Regions from separate parts of the Ovis aries genome. Here region 2 is linked to region 1. The links are chromatin contacts, called in public Hi-C maps. All regions are on one chromosome and are shown on one strand. The core of a region is the stretch at or near the end of the contact, and the rest is flanking DNA. Distances in the headings are between cores, read along the strand shown. Region 1 has its middle 330 kb from the start of AKR1E2. Region 2 overlaps LOC106991526 (a long non-coding RNA gene).

Region 1 (4,898 bases), core at 1,720-4,219:
CAGTTAACTATGCCACTGATTTGACTATTTTCATATTGAGAAAATGGAATTGTGGAAGCTAGCAAAAAAGGCACCTGTGGAACCAGTATAGTGTATTAGATTGAATGATAACCATGAAATCACAAGCACTTTACTTTTAGGCAATTTTGTCAGGTACAAATAATTAATTATTACTATAAGCTAAATCTATCTTAGATAGCAAAAAGTTGAAAGCATTGCACAGTGAATACGCATGTAACCTCACCCAGATTTTATCATTCATATCTGTCACCTCTGCTTTGTTCCCTATCTATCCATCTTACTCATTCCTCTGTCCATAAGTCAGTCCATTATAAGAAGCTGAATGGGATAAACTCCTGCCAATAAAAGTTCAGAAGCCATGGATTAGCGTGGGTTTGGACAAGGGGAGTATAAATAGTGGGGTCAGTGGATCTCGGTCCATTGATGATCCCAAGATTTGATGTGGATGGACACTCCCTGACGTGAGAGGTACTAAGTGGAAAGAATAGCTTAACAGTTGGCTTCTCTTGTGTAGAAGACTGGAATTGCAAAGCCTGCTACACAAGCTATGAATCCAGCCTGTCCCAGGACAGGCACTGCTGACAAGAGTCTGTGTCTCAGCGAAGCCTGGATATGGCCAAGGGCCCTCATGGAGCCAGGATTTCCAGACACATGGAAACTTACTTGCCATCCATGGAAGAGTGGATGCCCACTCTCTACACACCTGAACTCCAAGGGCAGCTGTACTAGAGCCACACTTGTTCAACACAGATAACAATCCACCCAACTGCTAATCAAACCTGAAATCAGTAAGTATAGAGCCCGTGATACACTCACCACCACCACACCTCCAATATTTGCAGATATAAGTATACCCCACTCCTTCTGCTTACACACACACACACACACACACACACACACACACACACACACACACACAAAGAAAAGTGAGTTTTTGCACTACATTCCTATTGACTGTGAGAAGGCTCCTGCTGCCTGGGCTAGATGTAGGAAGTGATAAGGGCATTCTCAGACAGAGGCTCTGACCTTACAGAAAAGAAGTGAGCCATAAGGTGAGATGTGATTTGTGGGAGCAGGTGTCTGAGTGGAGACACGAGCTGGGTGCACTGGATGACTGTGTGTGTGCAGGTGCTGAAGATGGATGGGGCAGGTGCAAAGCTTCCTGAGTCCAGGGTGGGATGGAGTGTATAAGGGGAGGAAGGAGAGTCACACATGAATGTCGAGCCAAGTCTGAACTTCGCTGCCACAAACACAATCTGGATTTATCACTGGGACACAATGTGAAAGATCGCAATAAAACAACAGACTCTGACTCAAGGAACTCAAACTGGGGCTCTGTAACTACCTAGAAGGGTAGGAAGGTAAGGGGTGGAGGTGGGAGGGAGATTCAGGAGGGAGGGGACATATTTGTACCTATGACCCATTCATGTTGATGTATGGCAGAAACCAGCACAATATTGTAAAGCAATTATTCTTCAATGAAAAATAAATAATTAAAAAAAAACAGACTTCACCAAGCCTGATTCCAAATTTTTATGGTTTCTTAATGTACTAATTTCACACTGTTGATGGTAGGACAGATGTTATAGAATTACATGATAAAGACAGAAAACAGAGGGAATTTTAATACCCATTTTTAAAGAACTACTATGAAAATGTAAGCTAAATTTTTTAAAAGTCCTGGCATAGAGGACACTTCATTCATCCAGAAAGTCCTGGAAGGGGACTAGTTCATTCTCCAGCCACATCAGAAAGGAGGCATCACCTAGGACGCACACAGAGCAGCAGATTTTGTGATAGTTTGATGCTTTGAATGAAGTGAAAATGTTGCTTTTGATTCATCTTAATTTTAATGAACTAAATCAGTTTGCCTGGAGGCCTGCTGGCAATATGACACCCACTGTGGTGTCGTCTGGATTCCGTGTGTATAACTTGCCTTCTCAGATTGTTGGTTTAGCTGGCTTTCCCTTCCTTCCCATTCTGAGATCGACCCCCGACTCAAGCCCCAGATCGATAAGGAATATCACATTTCCTAATAGGAGGCTGTACACAGAGGGCTGCCTTGTGAGCTTCAGAAGTTCTGGCTGTCCTCAGCTGCATCCACACACAGCTGAGCTCCATCCTCATTCTGTCTGTGGTCCAGCTGAGGCATCGCATCTTGACTTGGAGGGCAGCGGCTGTGGCACCCTGCACGTGCCGCCTGAGGGTGGTCTCGGGGCCAGTGGGGGAGCACAGGCACGGGGTGTCTCTACGCTTGCTGTGAAGTCGATGTAGCAGGAAGCACGCAGAGGCACTCGTACTAGGTGAACATCGGTGTCCTTGTGAGGTCACTGATCTTTCATGCTGCCTCGTTTCAGGAAGGTTATAAAGTTCTTTTCCATCACAGGACACACTTTTACATCTGAAAACCCACTCTGAGTGAATGTTTTCGATTTCATGTGCATTCTAGGACCCGCTAACAAGGAACAGCAGTTGTTGGCAAGGGCAAAGCCTCAAGCCATGGGAGGATCAGCTGCTTCGCTCAGAGAGGGGTCCTGGCTTCACAGACTCTGCCCATCTCAGGGTCTGTAAGAGCGGTGCAGGGTCTACAGCCCCAGCGCCCTCTCCATTCATCGACTGGATGGGGTGGGGGCCAGCCAGATCTTAGCCCTCAGTGCTGCATCGGGAAAGGGACGCAGTAAGAACAGGCTTCCTGACCCAGCCCAGAGCTGCACGGCTAGCCCCGGGCACAGGGATTCCTCTGTTCTTCGTAGAGAGAAAGGGAATCCTGTTGACCTGCACCTCTCCTTGGGCCCAGGTTCATTTCATTTTGGGAACGGGTGTGGGAGGAGGAGTTGGAACTGCTGCCAGGCTTGCATTTCAGCAAATTGCCCGGCGGCCCAGCCCAGAGCCTGGGAACAGGGGAGACACAGCTCTGTGCACCACTGACATGACTCACTGGGGAGCAACCCCCTCCTCGCTGGGCCTCACTGTTTCTTTGGAAAACATTCCCCAGGGCTCTTGCAAGAGGATGACTCACGTCAGGGGGTATTTTTAGGAATCAGTTAACTTGCATTTAGCCCGGAGAGGCAGGATCCAATCGGAGAGGAGCTGAGAGCCGCTCCACATGAGCCATTCTGAATGCTGTAATTGGGCCGTGGTTTCTGGGTCTGCGGGTTGAGTCATCTTCTGGGGAAGCAGGAGGGAAAACAGAGTGAGACTGTTGCTACAACAGGGCGTCTGATAAGATGTGAAAGCCGCCAGTGCCAGGAAGAGCGTTATATTTATCTTTATAGGATCTCACCTGCCTGTTCCAGGCACGTCTTGGAACACTTGCTTAGGTTTTGCAGAGTCACTGCGTGGCATTTCGGGGGCTACATCAGAATATCAGCCCTGGTCTCACAGGCAGAGGCTCGTGAGACAAAACGCCCTTTCACACTAGGTCGACTCTGAGAGGTACTTGTATATTTATTTGCATCTTGTGTTTTTATCCCATGAAAGGAGAGAAAGGAGATATCTGGGTGGCTGGAACTCTCTACCCAGAAGGCTGGGAGCCTCCCTAATGCACACATACGTGTGTCTGCATGTGCACATGTGCAAGTCTGTGCACATATTTTGTGAATGTGTGATTGTGTGCTTGTCTATGTTTTGTTTGTGTATATATGGCTGTATGTGTATGTATTTGACTATGCGTATATGTGTGTGATTTCAGGCATGCGTATTGTTGTGTATGTCTGCATGTGTTTGATTGTGTGTATTGTATGTAGGTGTGTGGGCACATGTTTTCCTGTGCATGTGTGAGTATATATATTTATTGTGACCATGCGTGTGTATTTGATGTATATATGTGTGTTTGCATATACATGTATTTATCTGTGTGTGCCTGGGTGGTTGTGTGTAGGTGTGTGAGCACATGTTTTCCTGTGTGTGTGGGGGGGTATATATATTTGATGTATATATATCTACTGGGTCGATGTGTGTGCATTTGATGTGTATATGTGTTTGTGTATACATGCATTTATCTGTGAATGCCTGGGTGTTGGTTGTATGTATTGTGTGTTGGTGTGTGGGCACATGCTTCTCTGTATGTGTGTGTTTGGGTGTGCATGCTTCGTTACTACACAGCCAGTCCAGTTATGCACCTGCAGTTCTATCCAGAAGCCAGTGAGTGAGCCAGCGAGTGGCCTGTGGAGTTTTCAAAGCTGAGAAATAGAATCTTTGTTTCAGTTGCAGGACAAGGAAACTCTGCTCTCAAATGCCCAGAGAGGGATGTTTTGGTTTGATGAGGCTAACTACGGTGGCAAGAATTTCTCATCTTCCAGTAGTGATCAAAAGCCAAACAAAACAAACAGCAAAGCAGTGTCAAAAAACAAAAACAAAACCCTTTAAAAACTGTGCCTGTCCTGACTCCTATTTCTTTCACCGCTGCTGCCTTTCTCCTACATCCCGCCCCTCCCCCAACCCCCCAACCCCGCATGCTGACATCTCTTTCTTGAGTTGGCTTCCTGTGTGCGCAGGCTCCACCCATCCTCCGGGCATGTGAGCCTGTGCCGGCCCAGCTGCACCTGGCCGGCCCGGCATTTAACCACATCCATGAAGGTGAAGGCGCTTCTTCTCCAAGTGGAGCCCTGCTCACCGAGAGCTCTCCCAGCACATTCACAGCCGTTCCCTCTTTCTCCATCAGTATTATGAAACCAGATGGCACCTTTCCACTCCAGTGGGGAGCCACAGCAACCAATTTTAGAGAGTAAATTGCAAAGTTGATGTTTCCTTTTAAGTAAGCAAAGGATGACTGATCCAGTTCAGCCAAGAGAGAAGATCACATCTCAGATTTCACTTGACATTCAAGCCACTAAAAAGCAGTCCTACTTGAAAAAAGAAGAAAAACTCTGTGTGGG
Region 2 (4,898 bases), core at 1,222-3,721, 320 kb before region 1:
TGTAATGAGGTAAACAGTGATCTCATTTTTGGTCATTGCAGTTTTGCTGACATTGTAATAAAAGACATGAGGTAGTCGTCAATTTACTTCTTTTGTTTGTTTTAGCTTTTGTGTTTTTTGTCTCAAGGAGCCACCTCTGAGGAAACGTGAAGCTTTTTTTTTTTTTTTTCTGTCTAATTTTTGTCACCATGAAAGAAATTCCTGCTCTTTAAAGAAATGGGAAAGAATAGAAGACAAGAAGTTACTGATCATCCTCACCATTCACATACAACCACTGTTCGCACATTCCTTGACATTGAAGCACATTTAGGAAGTCTCTATATATGAAGTTTGTAGGTACCCAGTGACTGGAAATGAGAAAGTACCTCAGTCTGTACTGGAAACTCGACATTCTTGAATGGTTACTTAAGCCTGAAATATTTCAATTGAGTTAAACTTTGACCAACCAGGTGACTAGTTTATAGGTCTTGAAACCTTGTGGACGGCTGTGTATCAGCAAAGACCACACACCCAGAATTCCTGGGCCATGTCTGGTGTTTTCTCTCCCTAAGTATTTCAGATGCATTCTCATCTGAAAGCTTTGCGTCTTACTCAACAACCTCTATCTAAACTATGTTAAAGATACATAGAAAAGAGGTGACATCAGGGAGGTGGTTTATTCTTTTAGCCTTGTGTACAGCTAAAGTTGCGGAGCGGTAATGAGTCATGCTGTCTTGTGACCAGCCAGGCACTGTTCCAATCAGAGGGACTGTTAAGATCTCTGACAACAGAACCTGTCATTGTTTGAAGAGCAGATTTCCACAGTGACCTGTACGCTTGGTGATCCAGGCTTCTGTGAGTAACAAAATGCATTCCCATCCCTGATGAATGGCAGAGTGCTAGTGATGAGGTAGCACTTAGTAAAGCTGACTCATTTCCTCATTTACAGATGAAAGGGATTGTCCAAGAAACAACAATCCCCCAGGTAAGTCATGATTCCTTCAGGTAATATGTGGCGAGTTTTTTCAAAGCAAAACTGACCTGTAACACTGTCTTGTCAGCAACGAGGACAATGAAAAAGCAAATTTCTTTATGAAATAATGTCAAAAGTCAGGTCCATTTTTATCCTTGCTACTGCTAAGTCGCTTCAGTCGTGTCTGACTCTGTGAGACCCCATAGATGGCAGCCCGCCAGGCTCCCCCGTTCCTGGGATTCTCCAGGCAAGAACACTGGAGTGGATTGCAATTTCCTTCTTCAATGCATGAAATTGAAAAGTGAAAGTGAAGTCGCTCAGTTGTGTCCAACTCTTCGAGATCCCATGGACTGCAGCCCACCAGGCTCTTCCATCCATGGGATTTTCCAGGCAAGAGTACTGGAGTGGGGTGCTGTTGCCTTCTCCGATTTTTATCCTTAACCATTGCTGATTTCAGATGCTACTCATAAGAAAGAATTCCTGTGGCGGAATCAGGAGTAAAGACGATGGAAATTTTCCCATCAACTGAAATGTAGAATCAACATCAACTTTCCTTTTTATTTTCCACCAGACATGTTTGCTGGTGACATTACAGCTGTTACTCTGGACATCTGGGGGACATCTGTGTGGGAAGTGTGGGGTACCCCCTCCATATTGATGGACAGTCTAGATTCACGGGGCTGGGGGATTTCTAGCCAAGGTGGGTGGACTTGAACTGACTCAGAGGCCACTGACATCTTGGGAAAGCACTCCTTCTCCTTGACTGGCTGTCTTTAGCTCTTTTATCTGTTTTACAATCAGGCTGCCTTTACAAACACATTCCTCCAAGCCTGTTTGGAGTATATTTATTTTTTAACATCCGAGAACCTTGTTGGGAGAAAAACATTAGATCAACACAATCCTCTGAATATCACCCAAAGTCGTAGCTCATTTCTTAGGTTAAATTTTACGAGGACTTTTTTTTTTTTAAGTATAAACTAATAAAGTATAAATTAAAGTATAATTGATTTGCAATGTTTCAGGTGCACTGCAGATTGATTCAGTTATACATCTGTCTATCTAGTCATCGGCTACTTGTCCCCATTCTTTTCCATTACAGCCTGTTACGAGATACCGAATCCAGTTCTCTGCCCTATACAGGAGGTCCTTGTTGTTTACCTGTTCTGTATGTACTAGTGTGTGTCTGTTAATGCCATGTGGACTTTGCAGCAGTGGAAACAGGCTCGTCTAACTAGGATTTCATTATTTTCACTCATTTATATTGTAATAACATGTCACTTGCTCTCTGTTGCCTCTCTCCCTACTTGGCGTTCCTTCTTCTGAATTCTCTTGTAACTCTAACAGCTGTGCCATTAATTCTTTTTGTCGTTGGGAAATCACGAATTATGAAACATTAAACTGAGTGCATTTAAAAATAACCTAGGCTTCCCTGCCGTTTGGGAAAGGCCACTGGCTTGTTTGGGGTTGCTAATGGGAATAAATGGCCACGTGTAGAGTACTTCTAGAGCCAGCTTGTTTGCCCGGAGGAAAGAATTCATTGAATAGCCACAGATGACATTCCAGAACATCAGCCAACCACTTCCCAACAGGGTACCGTTGGGTCATCACAAGGCCTGCCACCACCCCTGGCAGCGGGACTCCACATACCTTCCCATGGCAGAGGTCAGGTTGCAGGAGGTCAACATGGGCATTCAGGGCAAGAGCTTGTCTTAGTGATCTTCACTCTGGTTTCTTGATAAAAGGCCATTGGAATTTTTAAGTCTCTGGAAATCCATGGGACTCTACTTTCTTTTTTAAAGGTGTTTTCTATGCTTTGCAATGACTTCTTCGGGTGAACTTCGGTCTAAATATTAACAGGATGGTGTGTGCGTTTTGGGCGTGTGTAGGGGGAGTAATTTCAAATATACTTCAGGGCCCAGAAGAGAATTGTCACTTTGCATGTCTTCCTTCCTTGTTGACAAATCATGGCGCTCTTACTCCCTATCTGGAATCTGAGACTCTGCCGAGGCAGTGCGTTGATCCCCAGGACAGTTAGTGCACCAGGTAGACGCTAAGCTTCCTCATTTCCCCTCCCCTCATCTGTTTCACAAACTGGACAACTCTGTTTTGATCTGCCTTCCTATAAGAGCTCATCGGAGCACAAATAGATAAATTATTTAGAAGAGACCATCAAAGCTGAGCCCAGGAACAGGTTGGTGCCTCCTCGTGTGGTCACTGAGCCGAGAAGCTGGGTTGGGGCTCAGGTGATATGAGGTGCTGGTCCAGGTGGGTCCTCCTCGGGATTCTCTTGACTGAGAGCATCTTCCTGGAGCCCAGACACCGAGATGCCTGTGTTTGGGGGTAGGGAGTCCCTTGGACAGCAAGAAGATCAAACCAGTCCATCCTAAAGGAAATCAGCCCTGAATAGTCATTGGAAGGACTGATGCTGAAGGTGAAATTCCAATCTGTTGGCCACCTCATGCAAAGGGCTGACTCATTGGAAAAGACCCTGATGCTGAGAAAGATTGAAGGCAGGAGGAGAAGGGGACAGAGGATGAGATGGTTGGATGGCATCACCGATTGGATGGACATGAGTTTGAGCAAGCTCTGGGAGTTGGTGATAGACAGGGAAGCCTGGCATGCTGCCATTCATGGGGTTGCAAAGAGTCGGCCATGACTGAGTGACTGAACAATGACCTCTATGCAGGTGGTGAAGTTTAAATGAGGTGACCAGAGAGATTTTCTCGTGATAGGGTTAGAGTCCTCAGGGTAAGAGAGCAGAGAACTTCGTTTCCCACCTCCCATTCTGTCTGTCTGTCTCCCTCCCTCTGTCTCTCTCCTGTCTGTGAATGAGGACACAGTGAGGAGGCAGCTATCTGCAAGCCAGAAGAGACGGCTCACCGGCACTCGGCCAGGCCTCCAGCCTCCAAAACCCTGAGAGACAAAGTCCTATTGTTTATGCCACCTGGACTGTAGGACTCAGCTAAGCCAGACGAGCCGACAGGGACAAAGCCCATTTGCCCACCTGCACACGGAGGGCCTCTCCCTCCAAGGGGCCAGCCCTGCTCTCCCCACCTGCCCTCTGCTGGGCAGTGCTCTGGGCCTTCTACAGCGTTCCTGCCTTCCACCTGGATTAGAAGCTCCAAGCTCAAGACTCCAGTAACAGGCCGTATCATGATTTGCACCCCTTGGGTACTAGCCAAGTACATTTCTCACACTATAAAGTGTAATATTTGCTGATTGATTAACTAGTCTGAGAGATGATGAGCTAAATTGGACCTGATATGTTGCAATAGTTTGTTTTTACTTTGGTTTCAGAATTGGCAAAGAAACATGGGGATAATTGTGCACAAAATTTCTTTCTATTTGGTGATATTAATGTGCAGTTTCTTTTTCTCCTGGAATGATCTAGACAGAGAGGGTTACCTCAGCCCTGCCTTTTAGTCTGCATGTGGACATAGAATGGGGCCCAGGACACCAGAGTCTACTAAAAGCTGGCTTAATTGTCTTTGAACGAAGGCCATTTTATCAATCATATTACAATCCATTAAATTATCTGATACTAGATCAGAGTGCCTTCATGCTATTCTCTTTATAATTATTCAATCTCTGTTTTGTAGAAAATGGGGAAAATTCCTTGAACCAGAAATGACTCCTTTCTACTTTGTGTTCCCTTTTTCGCTCTGGGTGAAATATGCTAAACTCTTTACTCCGGACCACTCGATTTAAGTGGTGCAGGATTTTCAATTAATGATGATACCTTGGACTTGATCAGAAAGTCAAGCCACAAGAACTGAAGCTCCAAGGGATTATTACTTTTTAATTCTTTGTACAGCAAGACTGTGTGTCAAAAAATAATCCCAAAGGATTTTTCATTCACTCTTCTAACCTAAAATGACCCTCTGCTTAATTTAACATGCTAGATGTACGTCACGGAATCATGAGTTACCTTTTCTATTTACGTGTA

What was found. Hi-C and Micro-C count contacts between places; a contact is called where the count stands out from the background.
Region 2: a Hi-C map of tail adipose tissue shows a contact between it and region 1, with 2.2 times the contacts expected there. The contact joins two enhancer-like sites. A contact is called at or near these places in 2 of 16 Hi-C or Micro-C datasets (liver and tail adipose tissue).

Annotation. Positions count from the first base shown.
Region 1 is chr13:43,809,967-43,814,864 of ARS-UI_Ramb_v3.0, reverse strand. No RefSeq gene overlaps it. Among named protein-coding and RNA genes, the nearest start is that of AKR1E2, 330 kb to the right of the region's middle. Within about 2 kb of position 2,969, at least 40 of the 54 cell types and tissues checked have an H3K27ac peak or open chromatin away from gene starts, as enhancers often do. A contact at or near this core is called in tail adipose tissue, where this site is marked.
Region 2 is chr13:44,126,889-44,131,786 of ARS-UI_Ramb_v3.0, reverse strand. The region is part of intron 1 of LOC106991526 (a long non-coding RNA gene); the gene reads left to right. Among named protein-coding and RNA genes, the nearest start is that of KLF6, 53 kb to the left of the region's middle. Within about 2 kb of position 2,471, at least 13 of the 54 cell types and tissues checked have an H3K27ac peak or open chromatin away from gene starts, as enhancers often do. A contact at or near this core is called in tail adipose tissue, where this site is marked.